Linked DNA regions of Pan troglodytes: region 2 is linked to region 1. A link is a contact called in public capture Hi-C data. All regions are on one chromosome and are shown on one strand. The core of a region is the stretch at or near the end of the contact, and the rest is flanking DNA. Distances in the headings are between cores, read along the strand shown. Region 1 overlaps MVB12B (multivesicular body subunit 12B). Region 2 has its middle 19 kb from the start of MVB12B.

Region 1 (5,638 bases), core at 1,714-4,213:
TCGAGTTTTGTAGTTTGAAGATGACTCCCAAACTGACCCTGAGAATGAGTCCAACGGCAGGTGACACCCAGCTGCAAGAGGCTGTATCCTGAGATTGGAGTGTGTTATAGAGTAGGGGGCTAATTCTTCTCATGGTTAAAAACCAGCATCTCCCTGTCTGTCTCTCCTAACTGCACAAAGGACTTGATGTGGATTATCACGTCACACTCTACAAGGAAATGGCAAAACAAAAAGAAGTTTGGAGAAGCAAGGAAAGTACCAGTTGGAGTAGGAAGGCAAGCTTGGGAAGGGTGATGCAGGCGGCCTTGTCCCGAAGGCCTGCCTAGATGGAACGGGTCACCCTCGTGTGAACTATGACACCCAGAGCACAAAGGAGACGGTGGAACCCATTTCATGTGGAGGGCAAGAATTGATTCCCTGGTGTTTGAGGCCATGACTCTTTTAAATGAATTGGTTTGCTTTGTCACTCAGGTAAATGTTTGTGCTAACCAGAGCCATGAAGATTTCTCTTTTTTCCTAAAGGGAACTGAACAGCATGGGGATCTGGTATCGAATGGGCAGAGTACCAAGAAATCATGACTCATCTCAACCCACAACGCCTTCCCAGTCATCAGCTGCCTCCACCCCAGCCCCCAACCTTCCCAGGTGAGGCCTTGTCGGGGTGTCTTGCGTTGTCCCGTGGTCTTGGGTCCCTGCACATTTTAGAACACCACCACTTAGTGTCTGCTGAAATAGTGCAAAGTACAGCTGAATAATTATAGAAGCAATATATCTTTAGAGGAGATTTTTAAAAATCCACTTGGAAATCTTTGCATTACATGAATGCAAAGGCCATTCTATAGTCTATTTTGTGCATGTTCTGCAGGCTTCTAAAATTGCAGATTATGCAACTTAAAATTGGCTCCCTATTCAAAAGAGCTGCTAGCTACACACAGACACGTGCTGTGTAGCCATGGGGTTGGGATCACTGGCCTTAAGGTCAAATTCCTTCTCTGTCTTGGCCAGCAACTCATTTGAAACCCAGGAGGGTAGGTGAGTTCTTATATTCTTCATTTTCATATAATTTCTTTTTCCAATGAGCTATAAAGTAAGAAATGGGTAGTTTGAGTATGAGAGAATAGTGAGGAGTTTTTCAGGAAATGCTAGTTTTAACAATTGTCTCCGCAAAGAAACTTGGGTGAGCCAACTGTTTGCTCTGCAACTGATTTCAGTCATAACAGAAGTAGTAACAGTCTCTACACTTTCTGCAAAAAGAATCCTGTCAAATAAAAATCCTGTGCATCACTAGGAGTAAACTAAGGGCAAGGAACAAACAGCACTGATGGATTAAGCTTGAGAAAGGGATTGCAAAAGTAAATAAAACAAGAACGGTGAGGCAGCAACACTTAGGGATTGACATAACGTAAATGAGAATGGATCTCCAAGCTTCCACGTGGGTGAATAGAGATGAACAAAATCTGTCAGGAACCGGACAGAAGAGTCACCAGTAGGTCTTCCTGGGCCCTCCACAATACAGCCTGCCCTCCGGGACATACCACCAGCTCTCTGTACTCTGTTCCTCTGTGCCAAGCCTCCGTCTCACTTGGAAGAATGTGCTGTAATGAGGCTCCAAAGCCCTGAGGACTCTGTCCTCTGGGACATCCCCCTATAAAGACAATCTGGTCTTTCTCATGACAGTTTCACACACCAAGAGTGGTATTTAAACTTAACTACCCCTGGAATTGCCTGAAACTTTAGAAGTAGTTTTCAGTTTCATTTGGCATAAAAAGATAGGAATCTCTAATAAGCCTCCCAGAGTTGCAGGGTGAACAGTTGAGTCTCTATTGGGTTCAGGAGTGTGAGGTTCGCACTGCCCATCAGCACTTGTTCCTCATTTCTGAGCCAGAGCGCTGTCAGCTCCGCCCTGGAGGGCACTGCTGAGGGTCACTGTCTCCTGTGCTCAAGGCTATATCAGGTGTGTCACCTGTGCTGGCGAGTCAGCTAAGTCCATCACCTGTGTGTCGGGGTCCTCCATCACCTGTGCTGAGGTCCATCACTTGTACTTGGAGCAGCTCAAGTGTGGGCTCCTTGCAGAGGCTGGAAAGCCCCCACAGGAGCAGTTGCCCTGAAGTTGTTACAGCTGCTCCCTGCTGACATCATGTGGTCTAGAAGGGCCCAGAAATGGGCACCACCTCAGGCAGGTTTTGACTTTCTGTGGTTAAAGAAAGAATACCAGTTCTCTCAGATAAAGCAGAGAGAGCTCTCAGAAGCCTGCTGGTGACTGTGAGAGCAAAGTCACTTGCACCTGAAGCAAGACGGCTGAGAACACCGAGCCACCGGCAGCCTGGTGGGTTTGGAGGGTAGTGCGTCAGAACCAGGTGTTTATAAGGCTTATGTATTTTATCACCTCTGCTGTACAGTTTATGGTTTACAATGGCTGCAAGGAAATCGGATCAGTTTTGTTTTACTTGCCAAATAAAACAAATGTCAAAATAGTCAATATAAAATGTATTCTAATTTGGCTGAGTTAAGTCAGCCAGTATGCAACAGGATAATTGAATGTTCATTAATGCTTCCAAGTAAAAGCCATTTGTCTGTCCCAAGTTCTCCTGTGCGGTAATTTACAGGTAGGATGCACACCTATGTAAGCCTCATCCATCCAGGTTTTTTGGTTTTTGTGGGATTTTTTTGTGTGTTGTTTTCCTATCCAGTATCTTTGATTTATTTTAAAATGAAATGTTGATTATTCATTCAAATTTTCCATTGAAGACCTAGGAAAGGATGAGTATGCTGTTTTATTCCTTGAGGCTTCAGGTCTCTACACTCTCCAGAGGAGGAATCTGATCACCTCCCCTCTGGTGGGGAGCAGTGGCTGGGGCTCGTGCTCCGAGTGCTGGGGGTCTACCAGGAGCCTATAGGGCAAGGCAGGCCCCTCAGTGGGGCCTGCAGGGCTGCACACCAGCTCCGGGATTTCCTGTCTTCCCTTTCCCAGCCAGAGCCCCAGACATTAAGCTGCGCTGGCAGCCTCCTCCTCCCCTGGCTTCTGCGCCTTTGCTCCCGGTGCTCCCTGCACATGAGGTGTGTTTGACAGGTCTCAGCGCAGAGGACTTCTCTCCCGGGAAGCCCTCCCAGAGGCTCCTGGGCTGGGCCTGTGCAGGGTCTTCTTCTCTGAGCGCTTCCGGGGCATCTCGAGCCCGTGTGGTGGTGAGGGCATGTGGTGAGCCTCCGAGGAGCTCCCCAGCGCCTACCTGAATCCAGGCACGAATTCAGTTTCACCATAAATGCGTCCCTGGCAACCCCTCCAGACTACTCCCTGGTCCCTGAGCACTGCGTGGGTCTTTTCCTATGGCGAGAGTAATCCAGGCTTGTAGAAAATTGGCAGAATGTAGAAAGTATGAAAAAACAGGAATTCCATTTCCCACGAGCAAATGCTTATAACCTTTTGTTATATTTCCCTCAAGTCTTTTTCTTGTGTACTTTTTACATAGGTGATATCATATCGTGTAATAGCAAGTCTGCATCTTGCTACTGTTTTCTCAGGTAGCCTTAACCATAAACCTGAGAACCACGTCCAGTGCAGTCTTTGTGTGGTGTGGATCGGGCCGCTGGGAGCGCGGTGACGCAGCGCCCTCTACTGCCCAGCCGTGGCGGTGGCGGGGAATGCGGTTCTGAGCCGGAGCTAGTGGCAGGCTCTTTCGCCGCAGAGCCCTGGCCCAGGCCAGCCAGGAGGACCTAGGAAGGGGTGGGTCACAGATCTTGCTGCCTTCTTGAGTCTGTATTCTTCTCCAAAGCCAAAACCATGTGCTCCGCCTCCATTTCTTGTGTCATCACTCAGATTTCAAAGAATTTCCTGCCATTTTTTGGAATGCCGTTCATTCCCAGCTTTACTTCAGACAAAGGTGGATCTTTGCACCGTCTGTAGGCCATCACCTGAGGACCTCGTGGTTCTAGCAGCACTGCCTTCTCTGTCCAAAAGCAGGAACTGCCTCTAGAAGCAGGAGCTTCCCGCAGAAGCTCCGTTATTGCAGAAAATGCTGTGGTGTCACCGGCTTTGGAGTTGTCCTTTTGGAGCGGGCAGGTCCCCAGGGAGAGGGATGCTCCTGGGCTGTATCCATTGAGTTGGTGGCTAAGGTGGTAGAAGGTAGCTTGGCAGAGCTCCTCTCCCTCATACAGTGATGCTTCATCTCACATACAGACATCGCCACACACATCTCTTGACTGTCTTCTAGTGAAGAAGGGCAGCCACTTCTTCTGGGACCCAGAGCCTCTCCATATCTCTGGCCGCAGGTGCTCCATCCCCTGCCTGCCTATGTCATGTACGTCGATCAACAGGAGAGAGCTGGCCTGGGGATGGAGGCACAGTCCCATCTCTGTGGCCCTCTTTGAGGCTGGGCCCAGCTTTGTGAGTCAGCCTCGGGCATGCGATCAGATGGTGGGGTTTCTGATTCGGCTCTGTGATGCTGTCTGGGGCCGGGGGGCCAAGAGAGGAAACACCTTCCTGGCCTCTATCAGAGCAGCCCCTCCACCGTCTGTCACATGCAGGGCATCACCTGTTTCTGCTGGGGAGAAGAGGTTCCGCTGCTGCTGGGACAGAGGTTGGGAAGAGCCCCAGGAGGCAAGTGGGCTCACAACCGCTGGAGCACCAGAAGTCCCCAGTGTGATAAGGGAATGGCTCTGTGTCGACCCAGGAGGAGGCCCCTGGTGGGCTACAGCCCTCTAGCTCAGCAAGCAGCAGAACCATGGCTTGATAAAGACATCAGAGGCATGCTTATCAAATTTGCAGATGATGCAGAGTCATTAGGGTGAGCTGACGTGCTGAATGACAGAATCAATACTCTGCATCTCCTCTACAGCCAGAACAACCTGCTGGAGCCATGGGAGGCGATGGGTGCAGGCGGAGAGGGCCCCCGAGGTTCAAAAATCCATCACACAGGAGCCAAACTGAGGCCTGGCTTAGCAGCTGAGTGTGTGAAATGGCGGGTCGGAGCGTGGGTGTGTGGAGTGCAGCCTGGTGTGCACAGCGGGAGGCCCTGAGTGGAGTCCTGCTCCTGGGGCGTGTCCACTGCCTCACACCACAAGGCAGAGGTTACCCAAATCCAGTGTCAAGTTTGAGGAATCCAGTTTGGAGCTGGGTAGAGACAGGCCAGCCTGCTGCAGATGTCTTAAGGGTCAATGGCAGGAGAGAAAGTAGAAGTGTTTCCAGGTGGGAATGGAGGGGTGGAGAGATGGCTGGGGGCTCCAGAAGGCAGAATTAGGTCAGGTGGACTGAAGTTACAAGGAGATAGATTTAGGCTTAACACTTTAAAAAAATCAGTAAAGACAGCTTCCCCAAGGTGAAAATTCTGTGGCATCAAGAAGCTGACCTGAGGGGTGATGTGCTCCCAGATGCTAGGGGTGGTCAGATGGCATTTGGATCCTTCAGACTGCAGGAGAATTAGAGCAATCAGTGTTTCTTAAGCCATATTTAAGAAACGTGTCATATTCCCTCTCCCCACCTACAGAAATTCAGGTTCTGCAGAACTACGTGTTAGGGTCACAGACACCTTGTCCAGAGAACTTCAGGGCCCTCCAGTGGGCAGGGAGGGCACAGAGCAGTGGGCCTTGGTTTCAGAGGTCCTCAAGCCGCCGTCGATGCTGCTTCTGTATCTGACTTGCAGCC
Region 2 (5,096 bases), core at 659-3,158, 91 kb before region 1:
TTCTGATGAGGACAAAATGCATATGTCTATGTGAGCTATGAAATACGTGTATTGGTGGCGGGCGCCTGTAATCCCAGCTACTCGGGAGGCCGAGGCGGGAGAATTGCTAGAACACGGGAGTCGGAGGTTGCATTGAGCAGAGATCTTGCCATTGCACTCCAGCCTGGGCAACAAGAGCGAAACTCCATCTCAAAAAAAAAAAAAAAAGAAATATGCGTATAACTTAGGTGACTCTGCACATGAGTTAAATGCTCTAATGTTTGCATTTAAAACTGACTTTGTAAAATACAGAGTAAAATTTGTACTAATAGTTTGAAATTATGTGTTTTTTATTTTTACTTAGAGTGACATTACATAGCAAACTGAAACCATTATAAGTCAAGAGAGAGACCACTGAGGAAAGGAGAAAACTTTTTATTTTAATATTTTTTTGGTGGCACTTTTCTCCTGCTTTTTGAACAGGGGACTCGTTTTCATTTTGGAACTGGGCCCTGCAAATTATGTTGCCAGCCCCAAGGCATTTTTTTTTAAGTGGAATCTCGCTCCATTACCCAGGCTGGAGTGCAGTGGCACAATTTCGGCTCACTGCAACCTCTGTCTGCCAGGTTCAAGTGATTCTCCTGCCTCAGCCTCCTGAGTAGCTGGGATTACAGGTGCCCACCATCATGCTCAGCTAATTTTTGTATTTTTAGTAGAGATGGGGTATCACCATGTTGGCCAGTCTGGTCTCAAACTGCTAACCTCAAGTGATAAGCCTGCCTCAGCCTCCCAAAGTGCTGAGATTACATGGGTAAGCCACCGCGCCCAGGCTGGGAAAGCATTTCGACTTGCTTTCTTCTTGACCAGGGATTTGAACTCTTCTGTAATCTTGCTGTATCTCTGATTCTGGTAGCAAATTGTCCCATGGTTTAGAGCTAGGCTTGAGCCAGGCTGCCTTGATTCAAGTCCCAGCTCAGCTTTTGCTGGCTGTGTGATCTCAGGCAAGTTACTTGACCTCTCTGGCCTCTATTTTGCCATCTCTTGAATGGGGATTTTGGTAACAGTACCTACCTCCAAGGGTTGTTGAGAAGGCTGGATGAGTGAATACCTGCAAAGTGTTTGCACAGCCCTTGAGATCTCCAAATGGAACTCAGCTGTGTGAGCTATTATCACAGCATTTTCCACAATTCCACTGCCCAGTGGAGGAAGCCCCCAGGTGCCATCTCCTCTTGTATCTTGGTGCCACCAGGAAATTGGGCCAAACTCAGGCTGAGGAAGGGGCTGTGGGAAATGTGGCCCTGGGCTTCATGTCTGCAGGGGTCCATGCTGCCTCCAGGGCTCTGTGCAAGGCTGTGAAGGCGATAGTGGGTCTGGGGTGGCACTGGGGGACATTGGGGGTCTCTTGGCCTCCATGTCTGAATTCATTTGCCAGGGCTGCCATGACAAAGGACCACAGACTGTGGCTTACACAACAGGAATTTATCTCCTCAGAGTTCTGGAGGCTGGAAGTCCAAGTCAAGTTGCCAGCAGGGTTGGTTTTTCCTAAGGCCTCACTCGGCGTGGAGATGGCTGTCTTCTCCCTGTGTCTTCACGTTCTTCCCTCTGTGTGTGTCTGCATCCAGATCTCCTCTTCTCCTAGGGACACCAGTCCTACTGGATTAGGGACCTCACCCCAGTGACCTCATTTCAACCTTCATTACCTCTTTAAAGGCCCTCCCTCCAAACACAGCACATTCTGAGGTAGTGGGTGGGGGTTAGGACTTCAACACATGAATTTTGAGAAAGACACAATTTGGCCCACAACAATGTCTGTGAATGCTTGGCCATTCCTGGGCCCCTGTGACTGTGTGATTGCACATCTGTGCTTCTGTGTCAGAGTCTGTGTGTCTGTCTGTCTGTCTGAGCGTCTGACCATAAAGAACTCTGTCCTTGTGAATTTTTGGGGCTGAGACTCCTGGGTCTCGGCTGCCTTTGCTTATGAGACCTCAACAGCGTTCTGTGTGGACTTGACCATGTCTGTAAGTTGGCCTGCAATCCAGGATGTTATAGGTCAGGGAGACTGGGACCTGTGCAAACAGGATCTGTCCCTGTCTGGGCCCCTGTGACTGTGGGTCCTATCATGCATCTATCTATGGTCTGAAATCCAGCCATCTCTGGGCATGTGGCTGTAAGGCAGAATTTGAAAGGAGAGGGGAAGGATCATATTAATTTGAGATTTGAAAGGAGACAGAGTGTTTACAAAAGCAGAGGAACAGCGGGTTAAACATCTGTTGACGATGACGGTGAGGACAGCAGCTGAGGCTGGGCCGGCTCCAGTGTGAGCTCTGTGGCATGTTGACATCTTTAAAACTGTCACAAAACCAGATACAGAAGCAAAACAGTGGGACTGAGGGAATCTGCTGATGGGGGCCGGGGCGGGCAGTGCAGGAAGCAGAAGGGTCTGGGAGGGGGACTTCATGAAGAGGCCTCTTTGTCTCGGGACCAGGGAAGCGCACAGCTGACCCCTCCAACACTGACCTCTTTCTCTCTCTCCACCCATTTTCTCTGCAGCTGAAACAAATCTGTGTGCCCCAAGGCCTGGGGCTGTCGGGTGGGCATGGCCCTCCCTGCCAAGACGCCACCCAGACTGTGCTCGGGGCTCTACAGGAAGCTTCTGTGTTCCTCCCTACAAGCCTGCAAGGGGCAGAGGGCAATTATTATTCCCATTTAAGAGTTGAGGAGGCTAGGCACAGTAGCTCACACCTGTAATCCCAGCACTTTGGGAGGCCCAGGTGGGAGGATCATTTGAGCCCAGGTGTTCAAGACCAGCCTGGGCAACATGGCAAAACCCCATCTCTACAAAAACACAAAAATTAGCTGGGCTTGGTGGTGCATACCTATAGTCTCAACTACTTGGGAGGCTGAGGCAGGAGGATTCCTTGAGCCCAGGATGTTGAGGCTGCAGTGAACTATGATTGCACCATTGCACTCCAGCCTGGGAGACAGAGAGAGACCCTGTCTCAAAAAAAAACAAGGGAAACTAAGACCCAAAGAGACTCGATGACTTGGTCAGGCTGTAGCACCTAGGATTTCAGTGAAGTCTAATTGCTCTAGTTGCCCAGGCTGGAGTGCAATGGCATGATCTCAGCTCACCGCAACCTCTGCCTCCGGGGTTCAAGCGATTCTCCTGCCTCAGCCTCCCCAGTAGCTGGGATTTCAGGCGCCAGCCACTACGCCCAGCTAATTTTTGTACTTTTTAGTAGAGACGGGGTTTCACCACGTTGGCCAGGCTGGTCTCGAACTCCTGACCTCAGGTGATCCACCCGCCTCGGCCTCCCAAAGTGCTGGGATTACAGGCATAAGCCACCATGCCCGGACTGTAATTTTTGTCTGTTAACTCACACTAAGCAGGGCCTGTCTTCCCTGGGTCTCCCGTGAGCGCTGGGTTGTGTCTATAGAGCTGTTCCAAGCTTGCCTCCACGGGGATCCAAGATTTTCCTCTGGTCCCAGGTGAGATTGCTTACTAATTTCACAGGGTAAATGCCAGTGGCTCCAGGCTTTATACTGGGGCATGCTCTAGCCCTGGACTCCCATTATTTTTTCCATTCCTGGCCCAAGAGATTGGCAAGACTATTTGCCTCCTTTGCAGACCAGCAGGCAAAACTTTTCCCTACAAGTTTTGATAGGTAGAGCTGCTGTGCTTGTTTATTTGTAAGCATGGTACTTTCTAATTTCCATGATATCAAGGCTTTGGGCCCCATCTATGAGTTTTGACAAGGAGCATTTTCCAACCCAAGCATCCCAAAGGCCCTTGAACTTTTGGCTTTGACCCGTCATTGATTCACAAATCTTTTGTTTAATTTCCAAAGTTTCCTTTTTCTTCTGATCTTTTGTCAGTTCCAACAGATTTTTAGAGTGGATACTAACTAGAAAGGATAGAGCTAGAGAGGTGTCTAGAGTTGTTATTTTAGTTGAATGTTTAACTAAATTGACAATGCCTGATTATCAGTATGCAGGCCAGTTATGGAGTGGCCGGGTCAAATCCCTGCTCCAGGCCTGACTTAGCAGTGCCACTTGGATGCCCCACTCCACGAATGGTCTCAGGCCACTGGCTGCTCATTGGGAGGACAGTGGGAGCCGTGGGCAGAGTTGTTCTGTCCCTCTTCCCCTGTGGCTCCTGGCTGTATGCACATAGCACTGTTCCAGCCCATTGCATTCACAGGGCCCAAGGCTCCCAGCACCCTCCCTCTCCCCAGCAAGCCCCTCAACCTCACATTCTGCTCACTGTCCCAACTCTGAATTTCCTCTTTCTCTGGTCCCTGGGGCTTCCTTTTTCTTGGCTAGGAACTCAACCATGCATTTATATTTTTTGTTTATATTTTATTGAGTATTGTAATGTATATAGAGCAGGAGGGGGGATTTCCCATATTGGCAGTTATGGCCTGAATGTGTCCTCCCCAAATTCACATGTTGAAACTTGATCACCAAGGCGATGATATTAGAAGGTGGGGCCTTTGGGAGGTAATTAGGTCACAAGGGCTCCATCCTGTGACTGGGGTTAATGCCCTTATAAAAGAGGCACCAAGGAGCTGCCGTTCCCTTCTGCCATGTGAGCACACAGCAAAGAGCCACCTATGAAGCAGAGACCCCTCACCGGAAACTGAATCTGCTGGCACCTTGATCTTGGACTTCCTGGTCCAAGATCCTGGTCCTAGAACTGTAAGAAATAAATGTCTTTTGTTGTAAATTACGCTGTCTAAGGGATCTTGTTACAGCAGCCTGAATGAACTGAGACACTGGCTTAGTGCACTGCATTAGTTAGAATCCCCAACACAATTAGCTACATGACTTTGAGCAAGATACATAATTTCTCTGAACCTCAGTTTCTTCGTGTATAAAATAAGTAGGTCCTACAATAAGAGTATCTATATAATAGGTTTTGTGGGTTTTCTTAGGCAGAGTCTTGCTCTGTCACCCAGGCTAGATGGAGTATAGTGGCGTGATCTGGGTTCACATGGCTCACTGCAACCTCCGCCTCCCAGACTCAAGCGATTCTCCCACCTCAGCCTTCTGAGTAGCTGGGACCATGGCACCCGCCACTGCCCCTGGCTAAATTTTTTGTATTTTTAGTAGAGACG

What was found. Capture Hi-C pulls out chosen DNA fragments and counts their contacts.
Region 2: a contact with region 1 is called in a capture Hi-C map of stem cell-derived neural stem cells, with 3 times the contacts expected there. The contact joins two enhancer-like sites. A contact is called at or near these places in 4 of 7 Hi-C or Micro-C datasets (blood, induced pluripotent stem cells and stem cell-derived neural progenitor cells) and 1 of 1 other capture datasets (stem cell-derived neural stem cells).

Annotation. Positions count from the first base shown.
Region 1 is chr11:12,057,531-12,063,168 of NHGRI_mPanTro3-v2.0_pri, reverse strand. It overlaps MVB12B (multivesicular body subunit 12B), which reads left to right. Exons shown (of 10, transcript XM_024345885.3): 6 at 523-645. Among named protein-coding and RNA genes, the nearest start is that of MVB12B, 71 kb to the left of the region's middle. Within about 2 kb of position 2,963, at least 3 of the 24 cell types and tissues checked have an H3K27ac peak or open chromatin away from gene starts, as enhancers often do. A contact at or near this core is called in stem cell-derived neural stem cells, where this site is marked.
Region 2 is chr11:12,147,718-12,152,813 of NHGRI_mPanTro3-v2.0_pri, reverse strand. No RefSeq gene overlaps it. Among named protein-coding and RNA genes, the nearest start is that of MVB12B, 19 kb to the right of the region's middle. Within about 2 kb of position 1,908, at least 7 of the 24 cell types and tissues checked have an H3K27ac peak or open chromatin away from gene starts, as enhancers often do. A contact at or near this core is called in stem cell-derived neural stem cells, where this site is marked.